2 separate regions of the Rattus norvegicus genome follow, and region 1 is linked to region 2. A link is a contact called in public Hi-C data. All regions are on one chromosome and are shown on one strand. The core of a region is the stretch at or near the end of the contact, and the rest is flanking DNA. Distances in the headings are between cores, read along the strand shown.

Region 1 (3,869 bases), core at 421-2,920, 47 kb after region 2:
AGGAAGATGTAGAAGACTTCATTCAGTTACCACAGGGTTGACAGATGAGGGAACAGTAGCTTGCTCTTGGAGATACAGGAAGCCATTGACTACAATGTGCTTTTTAGAAAATGCTGTAAAAATGTTGGCTCTGGCAGGGTTGGAGCAGTGTTTCAGAGGTTAAAGAAGTGACAGGTTCCCAGCACCCCTGTCCGGCAGCTCCAGGGGATCTGCTGCTTTTCTTCTGGCCTGCAGTCATGTGACATCTGACTGTACACACAAAATAATAGAAATACAGTTTGAAGAGAGTCTTTGGTTTTTGTGTTAATCTGTTTTGTTTGTTCAAAGGAAAGTTTGTGCTTTTTAGGGAGGTTTTAGTTGTTATATTCAAAAGTAGCATGGCCCAAGTGACCATCTCCTGAAAGTGACAACTGTAACCAACACATCCAGGCCATGCTCTCATTATTCAGAAGTTAGTGGGGGTTGGGGTTCACAACTTTAATCTGAGCACTAGGAAGGCAGAGGCCTTGGAATTTGAGGCCAGTCTGGTCTACCAAGTGAGTTCCAGGACATCCAGGGCTGCTACACAGAGAAACCCTGTCTTTAAAACAAAACAAAACAAAACAAACAGAAAGTTAAATAGAAAAGGTCAGCTACCATAAATTAACCAGACTTTGTACAGTGATTCCAATGATAATGTTTGAGCACTGCTGGATTTTATAGCATATTTTGTCCCTTCTCCTAGCTGTGACTCTGAATTACCATAGAGTCTCTTTAACAGGTGTAGTGGCTCTGGCTTCACACTTGGAGGGGAGCTGGTAGGCTTGTCACTTGTGCACAGATGCATGCGTGTTTGGTGTGTCCGCACGTGTAAATGTGCCCCATGCGTGCTCGTGCCGAGTTCACTCTTCCCTGCTGTTGGACAGCAGTTTTCTTGTTCAGTACAAAGTGGGATGCTGTGCTAGACTCTCTAGTGAGTGAGAGCCAGGGTCAGAGTCCTGCTGTGGCATTTCAGAGCTAAGAGCTGCAGTCTGGAGAGGAGAATTCTAGAGAGTTGGTAGCTTGTGAGGCTCCTGGATCCTGATGGAACTGGAGAAAGTGAGCCGTGATCTGTGCTTCTCTTTCAGCCTTTTTGGGCTGCACGGTAGCTCTCAGGAAACCCTGTGTCCACCAGGTTAGGCCAGTGAGGGGGCTAGTGTTCTCATTTATAGTCCTGGTTTGACTGTAACTTGTATTGTTTAAGAATCATCCCCACAGTTTGGTCTTGGAACTTTGCTTTCAGAGAGGCAGAGTGAGGAACTCTGGGAAGGGTACGTACTTGGCTGAGGAAGAGGTGGTCATGTGTGCCTTCATTGCCCAGTGCTGTTTAGAGCAGAGGCTAGAAAAGCCCTCTGATCTTAAGAGAGCTAAGTTTCAGAGCTCTGCCTGGTTTTATTTTTCACTTTTATAACAAGATAAGGAAACTATGACCTCTGGAGCCACATGTTAAATTTGAATTTCTAAAGGTTTCTGGGAAGAGGGGCAGCTGAAGGGGGCAAGGTATATGGGCCCTGGGCTAACTCGGGGGTATCCTGGGGATATGGCATTCTCTTCATACTTGTCTTATTATTTTCTTCCTGTATTGATAAAACAGCCCGACCAAATCCATTTGGAATGCCTGGGATGGTGCCACCATATGTTCCCCCTCAGATGCTCAACATTCCACAGACTTCTCTGCAAGCAAAGCCCGCGGTAAGGTATCCTCTGAGTCAAGTTAGTCCTGTGAGCCTTGGACATGCATTGTTTTTTTAAATTCTTGTGTTGATAGAAAGGATAGATACCAGTTTGTCAGATTAGAAATGACTGAAGAGGACAAAACTAATTCAGCCTTGCCTCAGGCCCCACCAGCCCTATACACTGATTTGTGTTCTGCATTTCAGGTCCCACAGGTGCCCAGCCCAGGGGGCACCCCAGGCCAGGCTCCATACCCATACAGCCTCCCTGAGCCTGCCCTCGCCCTGGACTCTAGCGGGAAGAACCTGACAGAGCAGAACAGCTACAGCAACATTCCTCACGAGGGGAAGCACACACCGCTGTATGAGCGCTCCTCGCCCATCAACCTGGCCCAGAGCGGCAGCCCCAATCACGTGGATTCCGCCTACTTCCCTGGCTCGTCTACCTCGTCCTCATCAGACAACGATGAGGGCAGTGGAGGGGCAACCAAGTGAGTATTCAAGATCACAGAGTGCTCTGGTGCTGCGAACTGAGGGCTTCCTTCATTCTGCAGCCCAAAGTTGTCTACCACAGGTAGGTGCTGTTTGACCTAGGTCGTGCTGTTTGACCTAGGTCTTGCTGTTTTAGCCCCAAAGCTGGAGATCCCAGGAATCTGGGCAAGTTGGAAAGTAACTTATTTATGTTGTGGCTCAAATATGAGGGTTGCTCTGCGGTGCCACCGGCCCATCAGGTACATCAACTCCCCTGACACCCTGAACCTTTGGGTTTCCTGGAGAAGAGAGCCCAAACCTTCCCTTCATCCAGACTCAGCAGCTAGTTAAAGGGACATTCTTGAAACAGCACTGTTTGCCTGGCCAGAGTGTAGAATGCTGCCTGGATTCAGATGAGACTTCTTCCTAGAGAGCATCAGAAGTCACAAATGGACAGCTGATTCAAATTGGATTGCAGAAATCTTAGTGTATCTCCCTTGTCCCCTAAGGTATTCTGTTTGGGAAAAGGGAAAGAATTAATTGTCTTTCCTGTGAGTCCAGTGTCCTTTTGCCAATTTAAGCACTGCTAATGGGACAGATAACTAGGGCAGGCTACTGCTGTGAGACTGCCCAGCAAGGCTGGTGGGCGCTGCGCTTGCCTTTGCACTCAGATGTGAGAGGTGTGAGAGGCAGTGCTCAGCGTTCCTGCAAGTTTCCCCTGGTGTATCTACTACAAAATGGGAGCTGATGCGTGTTCACCCGGGTCAGTGTTCACTGAGTCTGCACATCTCGTCTGGAGCAGAGAAATATAAAATTGATAAATATTCACTGCCTGTGTGTGCACAGTCCAATGGAAGCAAAGAATTATTATCCAGTATTTGTACGTTTAAAGGAATTATTTAGCAGGTTGATACGTTTATGATCTTTTGAATTAAAGTTTCTGGATTGCCATGCCAGAAATGATCATTTTAAACAAGCACCCCGTGATTCTCCTCACATGTGAAGGCAACTGGCAGGTAGTCTAAGAAGCTTTTGGGTTCTGAGACACTGCACTGGGTCTGAAGACGTAGGTATCTGTACAAGGAGTATGTACTGGCAGAAGGCAGAAGAAGGAAGCTGTAGTCTCTGAGCCTTGCAGAGATAGGGCTCCAGAAACCAGGTCTTGTCCAGGCTAGTCCTTGGACAGGTGGGTGGTGACTGCCGAGTGTGGAGGGTGGGCATTGAGAGTGCCATTCTCAGGTTAGGGTAAGAGTGCCTTCAGCTCATTGCTGTATTAAAGACTCTGCCTGGCTGCTCCTGGGTTCCCAGAACTCTCCCTGTCTCTGTCTCCTGAGGTTCCTGTGAACACTGTCATGTACTATTTCCTATGCATCCTGTTCCTACAGAAGGATGTGGACCTCTCATCCTGGCAACTAGCGCTTGCTACTGTTGTAGGGAAAGTGTCTTTCAGGAAACTTGATCATACACCCTCAAGGCTGGACTTCAGGTGTGTGACTGGGGGACCTAATTTCTTGAATTGGTTGCCTCACTTAGGACAGTGAGTATGAGATTGTGTTAGGAATGTGAGGTGGTGGCGAAGGAGGTAGGGTGCCTGTTCCTGAGGCCCTGGACCCTAAGCTTTGCTAGTGGCAGATGCTGTGATACCCTTTGGGTTTATGAATGGGATGCTGGGGTCACAGTCCACGGGGTGGGTCTTAGGCAGTTGTG
Region 2 (3,603 bases), core at 817-3,316:
GAAAGTAAGCATGATTAAATTTTGAGGGCTTTTTATTGTGAAAATGAATTTTAAAGTTATGAAAATTCTAAAGCAGTCTATACCTCACAGTGAAGGGAGTGACTACGAAAGCTGGCATTACTAGCATTTGTATAACAACCTGGGAGGTCAAAGAAAGCCAAGGCTCTCTTACAGAGAGCGATTTTTTTTTTTTAGATGGACTGTACTTGGTCCACTTCTGGAATCTTAACATCCCACAGTCTTACGATGAAAACTCTGTTTAGTTCCAAAATCATGGATGCTAGCACAAAAGATTCCTCTCCTCTCTCCTTTTTAAAAACAAAAGCAGGAATGTTTAAGAGAAATAGAAAGCAGGATGGGGAGTCCGCATGGCAAAAGGCTGGCCCAAGCAGACCAGCAAACAAGAAATCACAACAAAAATAAACCCAAACCTAAACAAGTGAATGAAATATATATGGAATGTAATCTTGTTAATAAAATACAAGGGACAAAACTCATGCTCAATCTTGTATACTAGCGGTGAATTTTAAAAAAAGTGATTATTTGGGGGACAGTATTATTTAGCGAGGCTTTAAAGTGCAACCCTAATTTCTAAATGACATGTAACCCTGGCCTCATCAATAATTTTATACATAAGAGGCATAACTTACCAGGTTGTAAAAAAAAAAAAATTAAAGAAAATCCATCAAGGCACTAAGAGCATTTCATTTGTCTACATCACATGGGCCTGTGTTTGAGACTGTTGGAAGAATGGGGTGTTATGATCACGGTACATGGTATACACGCATGAAACTATCAAAGAATAAAAAGTATTCTTTAAGGGAAAGAAAAAAGAAACTATGGAATTCAGTTTGCCCCTTCTCGAAAACTCTGATGGGGACTTTGAGTCTGCATGAATTTGGTGATCAGTAGCGCTGTGAGACGAACGGGTCACTCCTGTGTCTAGTGCACCCCGCTCCAGCAGTGGCTTGTCCAGAAAAAGAACAGATGAAAAATTGGAGGTAAGGGAAAAAACCGCTCCTTTAAACTTTATTTATTTATTTATTTATTTATTTATTTATTTATTTATTTTTGGTCGATAAGGTGTCTTGCCCAGGCTGGCTTCCAATTGGATGAGATGACCTTGAACTTCTGATCCTCTAGCCTCCGCTTCCAGAATGCTGGGCTTACAGCCTGCGCAACACGTAGGAATCGAACCCTGGGCCCGGAAGATGCCAGACAAGCACTGTGCCAATTGAGCCACAGGTCCAGGTCCCCTTCGGGCGACTTCTCGTTCAGGACGTTTGGTCCTGGCTCAGCATACCTACTGTCCGCACCTGGGTTTGGCGGGACTCTCGCAGCCCCAGTGGCCTTCTTAGGAGTCCCTGAGGCAGTCCACGTCCGCTCGTCTCCGGAGGGCGGCGCACCGCGGGGAGGCTTGCGGCTCTCTCGGACTCTCCTCAGCGGGGTTCCGACGCGAGGCCCTGAAAGTCCTGCCCCGGGAGCGACGCCATCTTGTCGCTGCCGTCCTTCTCCTCCTCTTCCTCCTCCTCTTCCTCAGCCGCTCGCGCTCCCAGGCTCCTGGCTTCCCCGCCCCGCCGCGGGACACACGCGGCGGAGGAGGGGCGCAAGCTGCCGGCCACGCCTCCTGGGCCCGCAGCCCTGCGCGGGGCGGAGCCGGCCTCGGAGGCCCGCGGCCTCGGGGCGCGGCCTGCACGGGCCCAGGCACCTCCCCGAGCCCGCCCGGCTGCGGCCCCCTAAGGGCCCGACAAGCCAAGCAGCGCTCCGCCTTCTCCGCCCCGCCGCCGCCCCGGGAGCCCGGCCGCGGCCCGGCGCCGCCTCTTCCGCCTCCCGCGTCCGCGCGGGCGGGCCCGACGTCAGCGCCGCCCCGCCCGGCCCAGCTTCGGCCTCGGCCTCGCAGCGCGGCGGCGGCGCAGGTCCCTCCCCAGACATGGCCCTGGGAGGCGGCAGCACATGGCGGCCGCGGCGGCCGTGAGCGCGCCCCCGGCCAGCCCCAGCCCGCCCTGAGGCTGCCCGCGCCCGCCGGCCGCGCCACGGCCCCGCCGCCCCCCGCCCCGCCGCCGCCGGCCCCGCCGCCCGCGCGCGCCCGCCTCGCCGCCGCCATGGGCGTGCAGGGCTTCCAGGACTACATCGAGAAGCACTGTCCGAGCGCCGTGGTGCCGGTGGAGCTGCAGAAGCTGGCCCGGGGCAGCCTGGTGGGCGGCGGGCGGCAGCGGCCCCCGCAGACCCCGCTTCGCCTGCTGGTGGATGCCGACAACTGCCTGCATCGCCTGTACGGTGGCTTCTACACCGACTGGGTGAGCGGCGGCCAGTGGAACCACATGCTCGGCTACCTGGCGGCTCTGGCCAAGGCCTGCTTCGGAGGCAACATCGAGCTCTTCGTCTTCTTCAACGGCGCGCTCGAGAAGGCCCGGCTGCACGAGTGGGTCAAGCGGCAGGGTAACGAGCGCCAGACAGCGCAGCAGATCGTCAGCCATGTCCAGAACAAGGGCACGCCACCGCCCAAGGTCTGGTTCCTGCCTCCGGTCTGCATGGCCCACTGCATCCGCCTGGCGCTCATCCGCTTCCACGTCAAGGTGCGGCTGGAGCCGGTTGGCTGGGGTCTCTTAGGGCTGGGTCTGGGGTCTCTTTGGGCCTGAGTCAGGGTCGGGCCTGGTGCCCTTTGGACTATGGTTCCCTTCGGGTTTGGGTCAGAGTTGGGTCTGGGGTCACTTGGACAGGAGTTACAGTTGGGCTCCAGGCCTCTTAGTGCTTGTGTTTGGGCTGGGCCTGAAATTGCTTGGGTAGCGATTGGAGTTAAGTCCGAGGTTCCTTCGGCCAGGGTTCGGGGCTTGGCCTAGGGTCTTTTTGGGCTTGGGTTTGGGTTAGACTTGGGGACGTCTCTTGGGCCGGTGTCAGCACTGAACTAGTTCCGGGAAGCCCAGCCTGACCCACAGTGAGACTTGGGTGCTCCTGCCCGTGGAAGGCCTCGGAGCAGGCCTCAGTGTCCCTCAGGGCCCCTCTTGAGACACAGCGTGTCACCATGCTCAGGCTTGCTGCAAGCTCGGCAGAGGGGGCCTGGAGCAAGATGGATGTCCGAGGCCTTTAGGCCTGGTGTGGTTGAAGTCTGTCCACACCATTCCTCCCTACTCTGGCCTGCTGTGGGCTCATAGATTTGTTCATGGGACACTCGAGGTTGGTGGACAGACCCTCACCCCAAGTGGGATTGGTGGTGTCATCTCCCACATCCTCCGTCTTTCCCCTCCTCTTGGAGGCAGGCAGGCTACCCACTGGCCTTAGCCTTAAGTGTATACCCATCTGTCAAAGTTAACCCGCCCTTTCCCAGCAACAGGTTTATCTGGGAAGTCTGTAGAATAAACGGGAGTAGATTGCCTGGGCCTTAGGCACAGGAAGCTGAAACAGCCTCCAAAGCTGTGGGAGAGGAGGAACCTTGCGTACAGACCGGTGCTGGCCTCTTAGTTCTGAAGGCAGGTACCCTGCTCCTCTACCTTTAAAAGTGTAGTGTTTGGAGAAATTGTCTACGGTAACATTTTGGCTTTAGATTTCAAGGTACTACTGTAAACTTGCTGAGATGGGCTCTTGTCAGTTCTGTGACTTTTAAAG

The links. A called contact is a pair of places that touch in the nucleus more often than the background predicts.
Region 1: a contact with region 2 is called in a Hi-C map of Schwann cells, with 1.5 times the contacts expected there. The contact joins the enhancer-like site here to the promoter of Fam120a in region 2. A contact is called at or near these places in 2 of 12 Hi-C or Micro-C datasets (Schwann cells and liver) and 1 of 1 datasets of contacts at active chromatin or transcription factors (oligodendrocytes).

What each region holds. Positions count from the first base shown.
Region 1 is chr17:15,936,286-15,940,154 of GRCr8, forward strand. Fam120a (family with sequence similarity 120 member A) reads left to right here. Exons shown (of 18, transcript NM_001191816.3): 6 at 1,613-1,710; 7 at 1,899-2,182. Among named protein-coding and RNA genes, the nearest start is that of Fam120a, 48 kb to the left of the region's middle. Within about 2 kb of position 1,671, at least 6 of the 93 cell types and tissues checked have an H3K27ac peak or open chromatin away from gene starts, as enhancers often do. A contact at or near this core is called in Schwann cells, where this site is marked.
Region 2 is chr17:15,888,545-15,892,147 of GRCr8, forward strand. Fam120a (family with sequence similarity 120 member A) reads left to right here and starts at 2,067. Exons shown (of 18, transcript NM_001191816.3): 1 at 2,067-2,576. The coding sequence starts at 2,103.